2 separate regions of the Mus musculus genome follow, and region 1 is linked to region 2. Evidence: chromatin contacts called from public Hi-C data. All regions are on one chromosome and are shown on one strand. Each heading gives the region's core, a stretch centred on a gene start, on an enhancer-like site or on the middle of the called end of the contact. The rest is flanking DNA. Distances are from core to core; before and after follow the strand shown.

Evidence for each region. A called contact is a pair of places that touch in the nucleus more often than the background predicts.
Region 1: a Hi-C map of regulatory T cells shows a contact between it and region 2, with 1.5 times the contacts expected there. The contact joins two enhancer-like sites. A contact is called at or near these places in 1 of 15 datasets of contacts at CTCF or cohesin (the NIH/3T3 cell line), 2 of 484 Hi-C or Micro-C datasets (the MNK3 cell line and regulatory T cells) and 3 of 115 datasets of contacts at active chromatin or transcription factors (astrocytes, embryonic midbrain and stem cell-derived neural progenitor cells).

What each region holds. Positions count from the first base shown.
Region 1 is chr12:79,960,022-79,966,836 of GRCm38.p6, forward strand. No RefSeq gene overlaps it. Among named protein-coding and RNA genes, the nearest start is that of 4933435C09Rik, 27 kb to the left of the region's middle. Within about 2 kb of position 5,565, at least 136 of the 459 cell types and tissues checked have an H3K27ac peak or open chromatin away from gene starts, as enhancers often do. A contact at or near this core is called in regulatory T cells, where this site is marked.
Region 2 is chr12:79,699,082-79,706,382 of GRCm38.p6, forward strand. The region is part of intron 8 of Rad51b (RAD51 paralog B); the gene reads left to right. Among named protein-coding and RNA genes, the nearest start is that of Gm36048, 96 kb to the right of the region's middle. Within about 2 kb of position 4,675, at least 3 of the 459 cell types and tissues checked have an H3K27ac peak or open chromatin away from gene starts, as enhancers often do. A contact at or near this core is called in regulatory T cells, where this site is marked.

The DNA of each region.
Region 1 (6,815 bases), core at 4,315-6,814, 260 kb after region 2:
AAGATGATATCCCTGAGATCCGGCAGGGAGCCTTCCAGGCTTACCCCTTTGGCCCCCAGACCACACCATGAAGAACTCTGTAAATGGATTCATCAAAGCAGGGAGAGCAAGCCTCTTGACAGGTGAGGATTTAGAACTGAAAGCAGAGATGTGTTCAAACTCCCTGGGCCCAGATGTCCTAACCACAGGCCAGACTCTTGAGGAGGAAGGGAGAGCAGCACCGTGAACCTCACCTCTCTTTTCTCAGAAGAGGCTGATGGTTCTTGGGAATCCCCTTAAAGCATCCAAATGCGAAGCGCACACCCAAAGGTAGTTGCTGTCAAGTTTCTAGTCAGGATTATGTCGAACTAACCAGCTGTTTCATCAGCCATGATTACCTTAGCTTCAAAAGGCTGGTCTTTAGTCCCAGGAAAATTGAGCCTTGACCATAAAACATTTCCAAATTCCCTCTGACCTCAAAACATGCCCACATTAAGGTGTCTCTCTTAGGCCTCTGGAAACCTGTGTCAAATGTACACAAAGGCTCCTCGGCCTTCTGTCCCTCCAGTAATTATCTTCCCAAGAGGAGAAGCTTCAGCTAGTGACAGTGTGAGGCACACTCTGTGCAGCCCCACAGGCGATGTTTGCTCAGGGAGCCCATGGGGGGCAGAAGTTCCTCTAGGTAAACTGTGCCCTCAGATGTCCGTGTCCACACAGAAGGGGTGCCTTTGCTAAGATTAACTACCAATGCCATATGAGCATGTGGTGACCCTGGGTGGGGAGAGTCTAAAGAATTACATCTGGAGAGGAAAATAAGCCGTCAATCCCTACACATTCTAACCAGGTGTTCCAGGTGATCAGACAATCAACTAATCAGAATGATCTACTAATGAGGCAGGCCAGTGAAGCATGGGGTTTTACTTTGGGGTCCTGAGGCTAGCTGACAGGGAAAAGCAAATGACTCAGGTGTGCTATGGAAGGTTCCAAGGTCTTCCTTCTGTCGAACTACTTTAAGGAGAAGCAAGATTTACAACAAGCATGGCCCCCTCTGGGTTGGAAACACCAAGGGTTTGGAATCCAGCCCAGTCCTGGGGCCGGGACTTCACTTACCTGGAGTCCGCTGAGCAGGAAATGGGCCCCTGGAAGATGAGGTGAAGTGAACACTTTCTCAAGAAAATGACTCTCCCCACAGAGATCCAAGCACCTCAACAGAGAATAAATTCCAACCCAGAGTGAGCGGCTCTTGGCGCACCATCTGGATGCTGGTGTGACAAGGATATGTGTGTTGCTTGGAAAGGACCCAGGGTGCTAGCTCATGCTTTCCTGTGCAGAGGGAAAGGCTTGCACCTTGCACACGGCTTCACCATGGGGGCTATTTGGCAAAGACCATGAACATTCATGGGTGGGCTTCTACCTCTCTCAGAAGCATGTCTCCCTCGTGACACCATCTTCCCATCTGCCCAGTCTTCCTCAAGTAAAAGAACTATGGCTATGGGAAGCTAAGAAGAATGACAGACGCTGGGCTCCCAATCACAGCTCTCCTGTGGCCACTAGGACTGTCACAGGCAGAGGCTGAGGTGGGATCGGTGCAGAACTGGAGTGCTTCCTGAGGACGGAGAGCCCCTTAACCGAAATTCTCTGCCCTCCTCTTCTTCCATTATCTCTTATGTTTCCGAAGCACAAGCTGTTGAGTATGGCAGATACGAGACTTCTACACCTTGTGAGAAGGGGGAAGGGGGTGGTTCCTAAGCACTTTCAGTTGCCAGGTTGTGGGTTAAGTGTTTGAGCCTCTGGAACCCCCCCTCCAACCCTGAAGTGCTGTTTGGCCAGAGACAGGAAAAAAAAAACCAAACTAGAGAACTGCAGAGATGCAGTAATATGCCCAGGGTCAAACAGTCAATAGTGATGGAGCTGGGTCCATCTAGGGCCCACCTTCATTCTCACTTTACAGCATAAGGAGTTCTATTCTAGGTCTTGACTGAAGTCAAAGGATGATGTAATGAAGGGATGCTACGATCCCTCCCATACTGCTGTCTGCCAAGCTCTGCCTGTGTAATGAGAGATGTGCCGGATGCCAAGTGGTTTGCCCAAGAACGGGATCTTTGTCTGCCTTCACTCCTCACCACATCTTCCTGTTCTACAGCCAAGTCTGGCTCACAGGAGGGTGATTGCTGAAGGAACCGAGGGACCCTTCCTGAGCTGCCCATGGTCTACTGGTCCTTTACTCTACCCCTCCCCCCAAACTCTGAGCATGCCTGGGATCACAGAAGTCCTAGGCAGGCACTGCATTCCACCTAAGTTAACATGTATCCTTACCGCTCGCCCCAACATGGTCTACACACTCCCACAGATGGCCAGTCAAAGGGGATGCTTCACAGGACGTGTTTTCAGCTGACTCTGTAAGCTCCACAGATGCATGCTGGAGCTCGCCATATCAGGTTTTCTCCTACCTGCCCAGTTTTGAATCCCTTAATATCCCTGAGGTGGCTTTATTGGGGATACATCTGAACAGATTATTACTGCCCCCCATCTCTTGCCATGAGTAATTATCTCATAGTAATGAATATGCAAACCTCGTAGACTGAGGTTTCATGGTATGGCTGCCTCCTGGGTAAACCCAAGCAGAGACCATCTATCAGCAGGTATCAAATCTCTCACATCAAAAGCCCAGCAATTCAGACACCAGGAAAATGCTGGTCCCATTGGGGATCCCCACACTGAGGGGGACACTGAGGGGGACACAGAGGAGGGAAGGAAGCAAGCAAGGCAAGACTCTAGGATGTGTGTTGAGACCAGTGTGCGTGAAGCAGCCAGTGAGCATGCAAGGCTTTCGTGAGGCTGGGCCCAAGGCACAGTTCCAAAAAGAAGGGTGACACTGAAGGACACAAGGGCCAGAAGGCTAAGAGATTGGAGTTCTTCAGAGTGCCTGAGACATTGGACGATACTCACGCTCCACTCTCCATTTCGTTCCTGTTCAGTTATCCAACACTGGATAGCACACTGACTGCCCTAGACTCGGCTCCTTCACACAGAGATTAAGCTGACTCAGCTTGGCTAGCCAGTTCTAGGGAGCATTTACCATTGCAGTTCAATGGCTCCTAAGGCTAGAGCCATGGTAAAGATCTGTGCGCCAGATGCCCAGAAGAGCATTTCGTGAGGCTGGATCCAAGCTGTAAGAGGTCTAGAATCTCCCTAATAATCATAGACTTTTGGTCAAACATATCGCCGCGGCTTACCCAGGTTCAATGAGGAAAGTGGCATGGCTGCCACCTTGGAGACTACAATAACCTCCTTTCTATAAAAGACAAATGACCTCAGCAGAAAAAAGGGAGAGGGGCAGACGGACTAAGAGTAAGAATGGGAAATAGAAACCAGGCTATGCGTTGGGAGACTTTGGGTCTAAAAGAAGGCGGTTCTCTCAAGTCCCACCCCACTGTTGCCTTACTTCACACCCCAAGACTATGCCTAGACCCAGGGTTCTGGAGCCAGAAAGTAGAAGAGAGTGGAAAAACCCATTTACATCATCCTAACCAGCCCACATTTAAGAATGAGCCTGCGACGTGACCATTGCAGTAAAACTGTTTATCTGTCCTTGCTGAAGTGTGGCCTCTAAGGGTCATGATCTTCTGCCTATGACGTCCCCACAGCAGTTGCCCTGGAGATGTGGAGGTCAAGGATGGTAAAAAGAGCTTCTTGCCAAGATGATCTCACATAAAAATCCCTTTGCTGGGGCTGCAGCCCAGCAGCGGAGTGGACGCTTACCATACACAAGGCTTTCCGCTCTGTGCTCAGAAACAGGGAGTGGGGGAGATTTCTTTACTTTCTTGTGACAGACCACCTGGCAATTGAGCTATGAAGGGAGAAGAGAGCACCATAAATTCCTCGTGTGTGTACACAGGCAGGGAAGGGTGGGCAGAAGACAGCGTGTTGTAACCCTTTGATTCCTTCTTCTTCTTCTTCGATTCTTCTTCCTCCTCCTCCTCCTCCTCCTCTTCCTCCTCCTCTTCCTCCTCCTCCTCCTCCTCTTCCTCCTCCTCTTCTTCCTCCTCCTCCTCCTCCTCCTCCTCCTCCTCCTCCTTCTTCTTCTTCTTCTTCTTCTTCTTCTTCTTCTTCTTCTTCTTCTTCTTCAGACTTGCCCTTGCAAGGGCTGTCTATTTAACCACCATGGACTTTGGTCCTGGAGCCTTGTCCTGGAAGGCTGCATTGCAGACTCGTCTGATTGTTTGAGACGACCTTTCCCACTCATCTGGCTAAGTCAAGCACAGAATCTCATTCCTAAGACTGGCGTTGGCTTTCTCCAGCTCCTGCAAGTCTCTCCATTGCATACAGAGACCATCTTTGTTATTGCAAAGCAGAGCTTTGCACATCATATGTCCCCTACAAAGTCTCTTTTAGCTCTACTCAAGAGAACTCTTCAAGCCAGGCGGTGGTGGTGCACGCCTTTAATCCCAGCACTTGGGAGGCAGAGGCAGGCGGATTTCTGAGTTCAAGGCCAGCCTGGTCTACAGAGTGAGTTTCAGGACAGCCAGGGCTATAAAGAGAAACTCTGTCTCAAAGAAAGAAAGAAAGAAAGAAAGAAAGAAAGAAAGAAAGAAAGAAAGAAAGAAAGAAAGAAAGAAAAGAAAGAAAGGAAGGAAGGAAGAAAGAAAAGGAAAGAGAGAAAAGAAAGAAAGAAAGAAAGAAAGAAAGGAAAGGAAAGAGAGAAAAGAAAGAAAGAAAGAAAGAAAGAAAGAGAGAGAGAGAGAGAGAGAGAGAGAGAAAGAAAGAAGAGAGAGAGAACGCTCTTCAACCTTCAATAACAACAAAATTTATTTGCTACCCTGCCTCCCTTGAGAATTCCTTAGCTCATGACACAATCTCATCTTTGTTCCATGCAAACACTACTTCTATTTGCCTTTTTAGAAAACAAACAAACAAACAAACAAACAAACACTGGCTAGCCCACAGCCCCAAACAAAAGCCTGAACCCTGACAAGAACCATCATAGCTCCCAAATCCCAAGTGACAATAAACAGGAAACCGAAAGAGTGGTCATCCAGATTAAACAAGACAAAAGGGCCTGTTCCCTCAAAAAGATTTCACTTCTTGCATCCAAAGAAGATATCTTTCCCAAATGCTTTGACCCAAGTGTCCTGTTAGTCTGCGTCATTTAAAACCTGAGTTCCCAATTGGTTTATCATTTTATTTTAATCACCTATGCTTCCTACAGAAACATGGAAAATGGTTCTCTCTCCCCCTCCCCTCTCTCTCTATGTATGTGTGTCTGACTGTGTCTGTCTCTCTGTCTCTCTCAGTCTCTGTGAGTGTCTCTCTGTCTCTCTCTCTCTGTGTCTCTTTCTCTGTCTCTGGCTATGTGTGTATGTGTCTGTCTGTCTCTGTGTGTGTCTGGTTTTGTCTCTGTCTCTTTGTCTCTGTGTGTCTCTGTCTCTTTCTGTTTCTGTCTTTCTCCTTTCTTTCTTCAATTAAACATGTTGTGGCGAGCATATGAAATCCAGCCTCACTTGCAGCCCGCCTCAGGGAGCGCGCGGGGAATGCGGGAGAACCAAGTTTGGAACCGCGCGGGACCGCGCGCCACGCGTGCGCCCAGGCCCCAGCCAAGCTGCGTGCGCGGCCCCGCTGCTCCCGGCTCCGGCCGCCGCTCCTCACAAGGCTGGCTTTGTTCTCTCGGCTGTGTTTTAAATATCTGACGAATATTGCCCCCCCATCCCTGAGCCAAATCCCCCCCGTACAAGGGTGCATTGTGGGGCTGAGCAAGGCGAGAGGGGGCTGGGGGCGGTGGGGATAGAGATGGAGACGCTTGCGCGCCAAGTCCCCTCGGCCATCAGAGTCACCTGGGTTTAGGTGTGGTGTAAACTGAGGGTGGAGGCGCGGGAGATGGGTGGTGGATGGAATCTTATTTTCTTTTTTCTAATTCCAGAAGTAGAAATTGAAAAACAGGGGCCTCGGCAGGAAGCAGATTCTATAAGGAAGTTTGTAAAGGGGGACGTCACTCCATCCCCAGCCCGGGCAGAGGCAAGCTGTACCGATAGAGCTGGAGGCGTTGACCCGCAAAGCCCCACGCCTGGTTTCTTATCGGACCATCGCTGTACATACTTAGAAAGTGCCTATCACTCGGACACTTTGAAAAGTGTTGCATTCCAGCGCAAACTAACCCGACTGGGGTGGGGGAGGCAGTTCTTCCTCCCCCAGCTCAGGGCCCAAGAGGCCAGGGCTGGCTTCCTGCAGCCATAGGACTACTCTGGACCCTTGAGGAAAACCACACCTTCCATGGTGCAGCCTCTCCCTCCTGAGGAGAGATAGAGGGTGATTGGGATGTAGGTCAAACAAAAGTGGGCTTTCAGCTGGCGCGGAGCTGCCAAGCCTCTCCCCTTTCCTGGCCATGCTGGCCTGCGCTGTGGACCACAGGTAGTTCTTTCCCAGCGCAGGTGTTTGGTTTCCTGTGGAGGGTGAAGGAGGTCTTGAGTTGTCTCTAGGGAGGCTTGCTAAACAGGAATCACAAAACCCACCTGTCTAGCCTCGCTTCTTATTTTAAGGTCAAGGAAAAACTGCTTTGCAAACAAGGTCTTGTGAATTCAAAATGTGAGCCTTTCGTTACTCTGAATAAAAGTTATATTTGGTTTTAAATTTAACTAAAAGGCATCTTTTATAACCCACCTTGTGAATAATGCCTGTATCTCTTCACTTGCAAAGTGTGGCTGGGGAACTGTTCGAACAGCTTGCAAGCTTTGCAGTCCTTATCCTAGCCCTGAATGGGGGCAGCAGATCCTCCCTCTAGCCATTTCCTGTAAGCCCCAGGGCCAAACTGACATTTCCCTGGAGGCTAAGAGAGGGCTCAG
Region 2 (7,301 bases), core at 3,425-5,924:
ACGTGTCTTCACAAGAACAGTGTTCTAAATGCACCCCAGTGGCTACAGGTCCTTCTTATTATAGTTCATTCCATGCTTACTCAGCTTTTGGAACATACAGGGCTATCCATGACAAGTAAGATGGCCAGAAGTAGAGGACCCAGTCCTTGGGGGTCTGACTGTCCAAAATCCAGACTTCTGTCGCAATGGACTCTGAATGCAAGTTATGTAGGTTCTGAAGGAAGGTGGTACCCCAACCTCTGTAGTCATTTTCATGGAAATGCCTTGAGCCGTAATATAATAATAATAATGCAGAGCTCAGCTCTCGACAGATTTGCTCTGTTCTCTGGGTGAGGCCTCTCAGTCCTCAGTCACCTTTGCTTTCCCTGTGACAACTCTGAAGCCAAACTGTTACTTCTGACAAGTCTTTCAGACACCAGCTGTGCACTGGGAAGAATTCATTCCCGTGGCCTGCAAGGACGCTACCCATATCATTATTTGTTTCTGGATTAGAAGCAAACAATGTAATTCTTAAATGCTGAAGTTGGGAGTTAGTGACATCACTCAATGGGTAAAGGCATTTGCCACTAAGCCACCTGAATTCTATCCCCGAGAATAGAATTTTCCCTATGGTAGAAAAAGAAAATTGACTCCCACAAGTTTTCCTCTGACCTCCAACACCCATGTCCTGGTATGTGGGTGTATAGCACACACGCGCACACACACACACACACACAATAAATTTTTAACAAATCAAATTTCCTTCATTCAGTTGTTTAAAATGCTTTGCTTTTGTTTTGAATAAACATTCTAGTAATTTTTCTCATCTGCTTCAAAAAATGATCTATGTTCTAGCCCTACAGTAAATTCCTTTGTTAAAGTAATAAGAGGGTGATTTCACTGCAGTTTACTTACTAATTTATTCCACAGTTTGGGTGTTAATCTTGCTGTCAGATGAATGCAATCAGATTTTGGACTGGATTTCTTCCTGTGTGTGGAGGGGGGGTGGATTTTTATAGCACATTCTCCTGTAATTGCCTTTTGCACACACACCCAATGTCTCATTTTCAAGAGGACCCAGCCAAACCCATCATGGCCTATAATTAACAACTAAATAATATTTTTAAAGATCTGATGCCATGCACAAAAGTTATTTGAGTTAAAATCTCAGTTTATTTCCTTTTGCTTTTATTCTATGACAAGGTCTCACTTTGTAGCATAGATTGGCCTTGGAACTCAACTATCCCCCTGCCTCAGCTTCCTGAGTGCTGTGGTTGCACTCAGTACTCCCCGAGTGATAGCTCATTGGTATGTAAACGAGATAGTTATTTCAGCTCTTTGGATGCTTAAGTCTTTCCTAAGGTGGATGGCTGAGGTTGCCTGCTATGGTCAGTGTCAAAGTCGATGCTGAGATGAACCATGGTAGCCCTCAGGTGGTGGCAGAGACGAACCCTGTTTGCCACTGTTGCTTGTGATGACTAGTGTTAGTCATCAACTTGACAGGATCTAGAGTCCTAAACCTCTGGGGCTCGTCGATGGGGGATCAGCTTAATTAGGACAGTTGATGTGGGAAGGCCAGTCTCAACTGTGAACAGTACTGTTCTCTAGGCAGGGAATCCTGAACGGAATAAATCTGAAGAAGCAAGCTGAGCTTAGCATTCATCACTCTCTGCCCCTTGGCCAGCTCCTGCTGCTGTGGTAGATTGAACTGTGTGCCAAAAGAAACCCTTTCTCCCTTAAGCTGCATCTGTTGAGGTATTCATCACAGCAATGGAAAAGGAGAGAAGATGTTATTTAGGTCAGACATGCCCTTTCAGACGACTAGCAGAAAGCTGTCTGCTACTTACCACTTGCCATTTCTGTGTTTCATAGCGCTCAGGCTGAGCTTTTAAAGATTTCACCTTGTCATGGCAATACCATAGACCATCTTTGTCTGATTCCTGAAGGCAGGGAAGGGAGAGTTTTTGGTGTTTTTTTTTTTTTTTTTTTTTTACAAACCTCTTTAGGTCATTCTGATGTTCAATTTGAATTAAGAGCCACTTTTGTTGCTGAGATTAAAAGTTTTTTGTTAGCCAAAATCTACTCAGACTATCTCAACTGAAGGGATTTACCATAGGGAAGCAGGAGAATCGCAGTCCCGTGGATTAGATTTGGAGGCTTTCGTAAGAGACCAGAGCTGGACTTTCTAGCAGCGGCCAGGGTGGCCTCTTCACCTCAAGACCACATGGCATCAAATAGCCACTTGATTCTGTATCTACTTTCTTGTTTTCTTCCTATCTGCTGGCCAAAGCACATAGATACATCCCAAGGACCCAAGTTCATCTGTTCTTCCTTCCATTTCCCAGCCTGGGTCAATTAGCGTGGACCCATCTAAATTCCTCGGAGGATCTTATTGCCCTAGCCTGGGTTATATGTCTATCTTTTATCAGCTCAGATAATGTGGTGTGAACTGGCTTCCAAACCCCCAAGCCCATCCCCTGAATGTGTGGATTCATACTAGAAGCTGTGTAGGTATCTCACAGTGTGTCATACTGCTGTTTTGTCTTGTTTGTTTTGTTTTGTTGAGACAGGATCTCACATAACCCAGGCTAACTTCAAACTCACTATGTTGGAGGATGGCCTTGAACTCATGATCTTTTTTCCACCTCCTGAGTGCTTTACACTACCTCCTGAGTTCATTACAAGCATGAACCACCATACCCAGCTCAAAATGTGTCTTCATACTTAACCATAGCTTCCATCCTACCCCCAAAACCATATTAAATAACGATTTCTATTTCTGCCTTATTGATGATGACATGACTGTGTGCCACAATCTCATCATATTAGAAAGATTTTCTTGCAGATGTTGCTCCAAGAATCTTTCCTCTTTCTATGCCTTCTTCTCCCTTTTATGAATATGATTGTGACACTGTCTATATGTGAAAGTCAGAGTTTTGGGAAGTCTGCTCCTCCTAAATAGTAAAGTTGAAGAGTAGAGAGTAGCATGGAAATACTGTCTACACTGCGTGCACCTTGAATCACCTCCGTAGAGCATGCTAAAGGGCACTGAGCTCATTTACTGTGGAGATGCTGAGACAGAACTTTATAAAGCTCTTCTACACAGAAGGCTGCTGAAAGATTCAAAAGGAAGGAAGGAAGGGAGGGAGGGAGGGAGGGTGAGAGAGAGAGAGAGAGAGAGAGAGAGAGAGAGAGAGAGAGAGAGAGAGAAGAAATACCAGGCTGGCAAGATGCTCAGCAAATAAGCAAGCAAAGACCCTTGCCACCAAGAATGCTAACCCGAGTTTGATCCCTCTATCTACAAGGTAGATGGAGGTAGCTAACTGTGAGTTGTCATACACATACATACACACACACACACACACACACACACACACACACACACACACACACAAATACATGTATTTTGTTTTTAATGTTGCCAGGAGCTTGGCACATAGCTATTGTGCTGGCTAGTTTTATGTCAACTTCATATAAGCTAAAGTCACCTGTAATCTGTTAAGAAAAATGCCTCCATAACATTTGGCTATAGGCAAACCTGTAGGGCATTTTCTTAATTAGTGATTGATGAGAAAGGACCAGCCCATTGTGGGTGATGCTATCCCTGAGCTGGTGGTCCCGGGTTCTATAAGAAAGCAGACTGAGCAAGCCTTGGGGAGCAAGCTACTAAGCAGCACCCCTCCATGGCCTCTGCATCAGCTCCTGGCTCTAGGTTCCTCCTTCCTTTCCTCCCCAAGTTACTTTAGTTATGGTGGTCTCTCACAGCAATATCAACCCTAAGATAGCTAGTAGTCAGTACAACCTAAATGATAGTGTTTACTAAGCATTTCTTTTACCAGAAATGACTGGGTTCAGACTGATGGAATAAGTGTCCAGGAATAGTACACAACGGTTTCCCATTCTCTCCTATTCTATCTAGCCTCTATCTTCCATATATGGGATGACCAAAGGAGTTCATGAAACTTGGCTCTCTAAGAGCTCAGATTTGGCAGAGGAAGCAGCCATTATTAGGCCAACATGGACACATAGATTTGGAGGATAGAGTCCACCTGCTCCGTCTCATCTGTATAGGGTAGAGAGGGGAAAGAGGATTCTATGAGTCAATCACATTCTGGTTTTGCTGACACCCACCCCTTCATGGAAGATGGGAAGCAGAGACTTTCATGTAGAGGAGGTGATTCGCCATTGAGATGATCTGAGAAGGCAAAGTTAAGGTAAGGCAGTGGTCATTGATGTATTAGAAGCAAAGATGAATCTAAGGAGAAAAGAAGAAAAGAAAGAAAATGAAGGGGGCTGGATTTCAGTAAATCGCAATGCACAACAACAACAAAAAATAAATCATGGAGCAATAAATAACGTGATAGGAGAAGTTAAAGCTACAGGTGACCGTTGGTAAATGGTGCCACATCCAAGAAGATTCACCAGGAAACAGCACAGATGTCATCCTTAGAGTAACTGGCAAATTCTTAGAACTTGTCTTTGAGTATTAATGCAGGAAGTCTTCCTATGTTTTGCATATACCTAAAAACCTAGAAACTCAGGTTGAAAGAACAGTAGACCCAATCCTTAAGTAATGTTTGAAAGTAATTTATAAATAGTGATAAAATTGGGTGCCAGATGCAATGGAGTTTCCTGCCTAGTATAGGTGGGGGAAGGGCTGCAGCCAGGTTTTCAGTGCTCTGCCCCTTTCTGCTGCGCTTCCTTCGCTTCTGCCTGCTGGCTCAGCCCGCTGGTTTGGTTCTCAGCTGCTACTTTAGCCACGTGGCAGCCAACCTGCTTCTCAGGACCTCAGAAAGCACAAGCGCCTTCTCTGGGCTCTCCAAGAGAACTCCCCTGCCCCCGTGGCACGAAGACAAGGGTGGGGGTCGGTGATAGCAGTTCTCATAAGGAGGGGTCCTCTGTCAGAAGTGTGGAAGGGACACCTGTCAAGTGGAAAGAACACAAGTCTCATAGTAGCACAGAGGCGCTTTTACATCCCGTGGCGACTGAGATACATTCACTAATGAAAAAGCACTAGCAGAGACAGAAGGGCCGCTTGGTCAGGCCTTGTCCTCCACCTGGAACTTACCAATTCAGCTAGACTCCCCGGCTCGAAAACCCCAGAGACCCTTCTGCCTGTGCTGCCTGGGCACCAGGATTACAGATGCGCGCGATACCATGCCTGGCTTTTTCTGTGAGCTCTAGGCATTGAACTCTGCTCCTCATGCTTGCACTCGCTGACAGTCATCTCTCCAGTCCCCCATTTTTTGATGCCTATAATGCATTATTATGGTCACCCTGTGCAATCTGTCATTACCCACACAATACAACATACCCAAAGTTCAAAGGCAAGTTATTCGTCCTGTTTAATTGAAGATCTGGACCCCTGACTCTCATTCCCCGCCTGCCCTCCCTCCCTGCCTCAGCACAGATAACCACCATTCCATTCTTGGCCTCTAAGCTCCACGAATGAATGTGAACATGCCAAAACTGTTTCTCTATACTTGGCCTATTTAACATGCCATTTGCCAGCTCTGCACATTTTCTGACAAAGACAAATTCCCTTGTTTCTTTCTTTTTTTTTTTTTTTAAATTCAAACCCAATTTAACTGTACTCTACATCTTAGTCTATAACTTGCACATTTCAAGAGGTAAAGGACAGTAAGGGAAAATTATGAAACAATATCCAGTTGATAAACAGCAGCCTTGTCTTTTTGAGATACGTTTGATATTAGAGATCTAATTCAGTAGCTCCTCAAGCCTCGAGAAAGGGGTTTGGCAAAGATTCTGCGTCTGTCTTTGGGTATGTTTGGAGACTAGAGCAGACTCTAAAAACATTAGCATTCTGCTTATTATTCATTTATACCTCATCTCTATCCAAAACATACTTACAGTGGCTTCAGCTTTGACATGGTAATCTCACACATGACATTTAAAAGCCGCAGAGACAGAAAACCTCTCCCTTGGTACCCTGAAGCACAGCTTCATTTAATATGGTTTCCTAAGCTAAATATAGTCAGGAAGGCACTGTCTTTTTAAAAAAGTTTTGTATTGTTTTAAAACAAAACAAAACAAAACAAAACAAAACAAAACAAAACAAAACACCCTATTCTTCTATTCCTGTGCATGGCAACTCAACCCAAGAGCTACCCAGTCACTAACCAGAAGCCAAGAAATCAGCTTAACTCCTCACCTCAGTGGCCCTGCCCTGTCTACTCCCCTAAGCTTCCCTTCTTGGTACCCTCCTGCCCTGCCCTTTGTCCACATTCATGCCCTGAGCATCTCTCACCTGACTGGTTTGACAGTTCCTCTCTGGAACAGCTCCTACCCCATTGTTCCAGGACCAAGTGTCCATTCTGACCTAATGCTGGGACATCCATCCTTCCCTTGGTGTCTTTTAGTTGTCTCTAGGATTTAATTGAAACTCTTGAGCATGCTCACTGGACCCTGAGCTGCGTCTCTCTGAATGGCCTCTCCTTTGCCTTGTTTCTTTATCACCTTCCTCCAAACACTGAGGCCGTTTGTATTCCTCAGAGTGGCGCCTATGATCCACCTGCTTGTAATTTACCCTTTCCTACCTGGCTAGTCCTCTTGCCCCGAAGCAGACCCTGTGTTCAAGACTCGGTGACACCTCCTGGACAAAGCTGTTTTCACAACCCACCCCCTGAAGATCAGACACTCTCTTTCTGTGCGTTTCCCTGTTTGGGGCCCATAAACTGTTACTCACAGTGTTTTCTCTTCACTGGGAGTGAATGAGCATAGGAACAAAGACCACACTGTGTGGTTTCTGTTGTCCTTAGCTTATAGCATTTCACCTGACACATTTACAATATTCTATACATGTTCACAAAGCCCTTGTTTATATGCATGGATGAATAATTTAGTACTTTTTGTTAGTGACATTCTTTCTACTCCTGTAATTGCGAGGAACTGGATCAGCTCTTCCCACACAGTGACTGGAGGTCCTGAGCGTTGCAGAAATCTGGCTGTAAAAAGCAGGCTTATGAACAGTGGCAGGCTCTCAGCTATTGACGTGACGTCGTCAACTCCTTGTAGGGTACAGAACAGTTGCTTCTTCCTTCTTTGGTCTTTACTGTAATACACAGAAAGACTACATAGGAATCTAGGCCTGAGGATATCTGTGGATTGAGAAGGGACTTCAGAACTTTAGGAAACCTCATCCTTGTCGTTTCTCTGACCTGTGTTCCTTTCTGGAGAGTGGGTGAGATAAATGAATCACTCAGTGTCCAGCCCAGGCTCTGAAAATTGACAGGGCAAGGCAGAAGTGAGGAATGCTGTTAAAATCAGCAAGTACCGAGTGACCATTGCAGACCCACACTCTG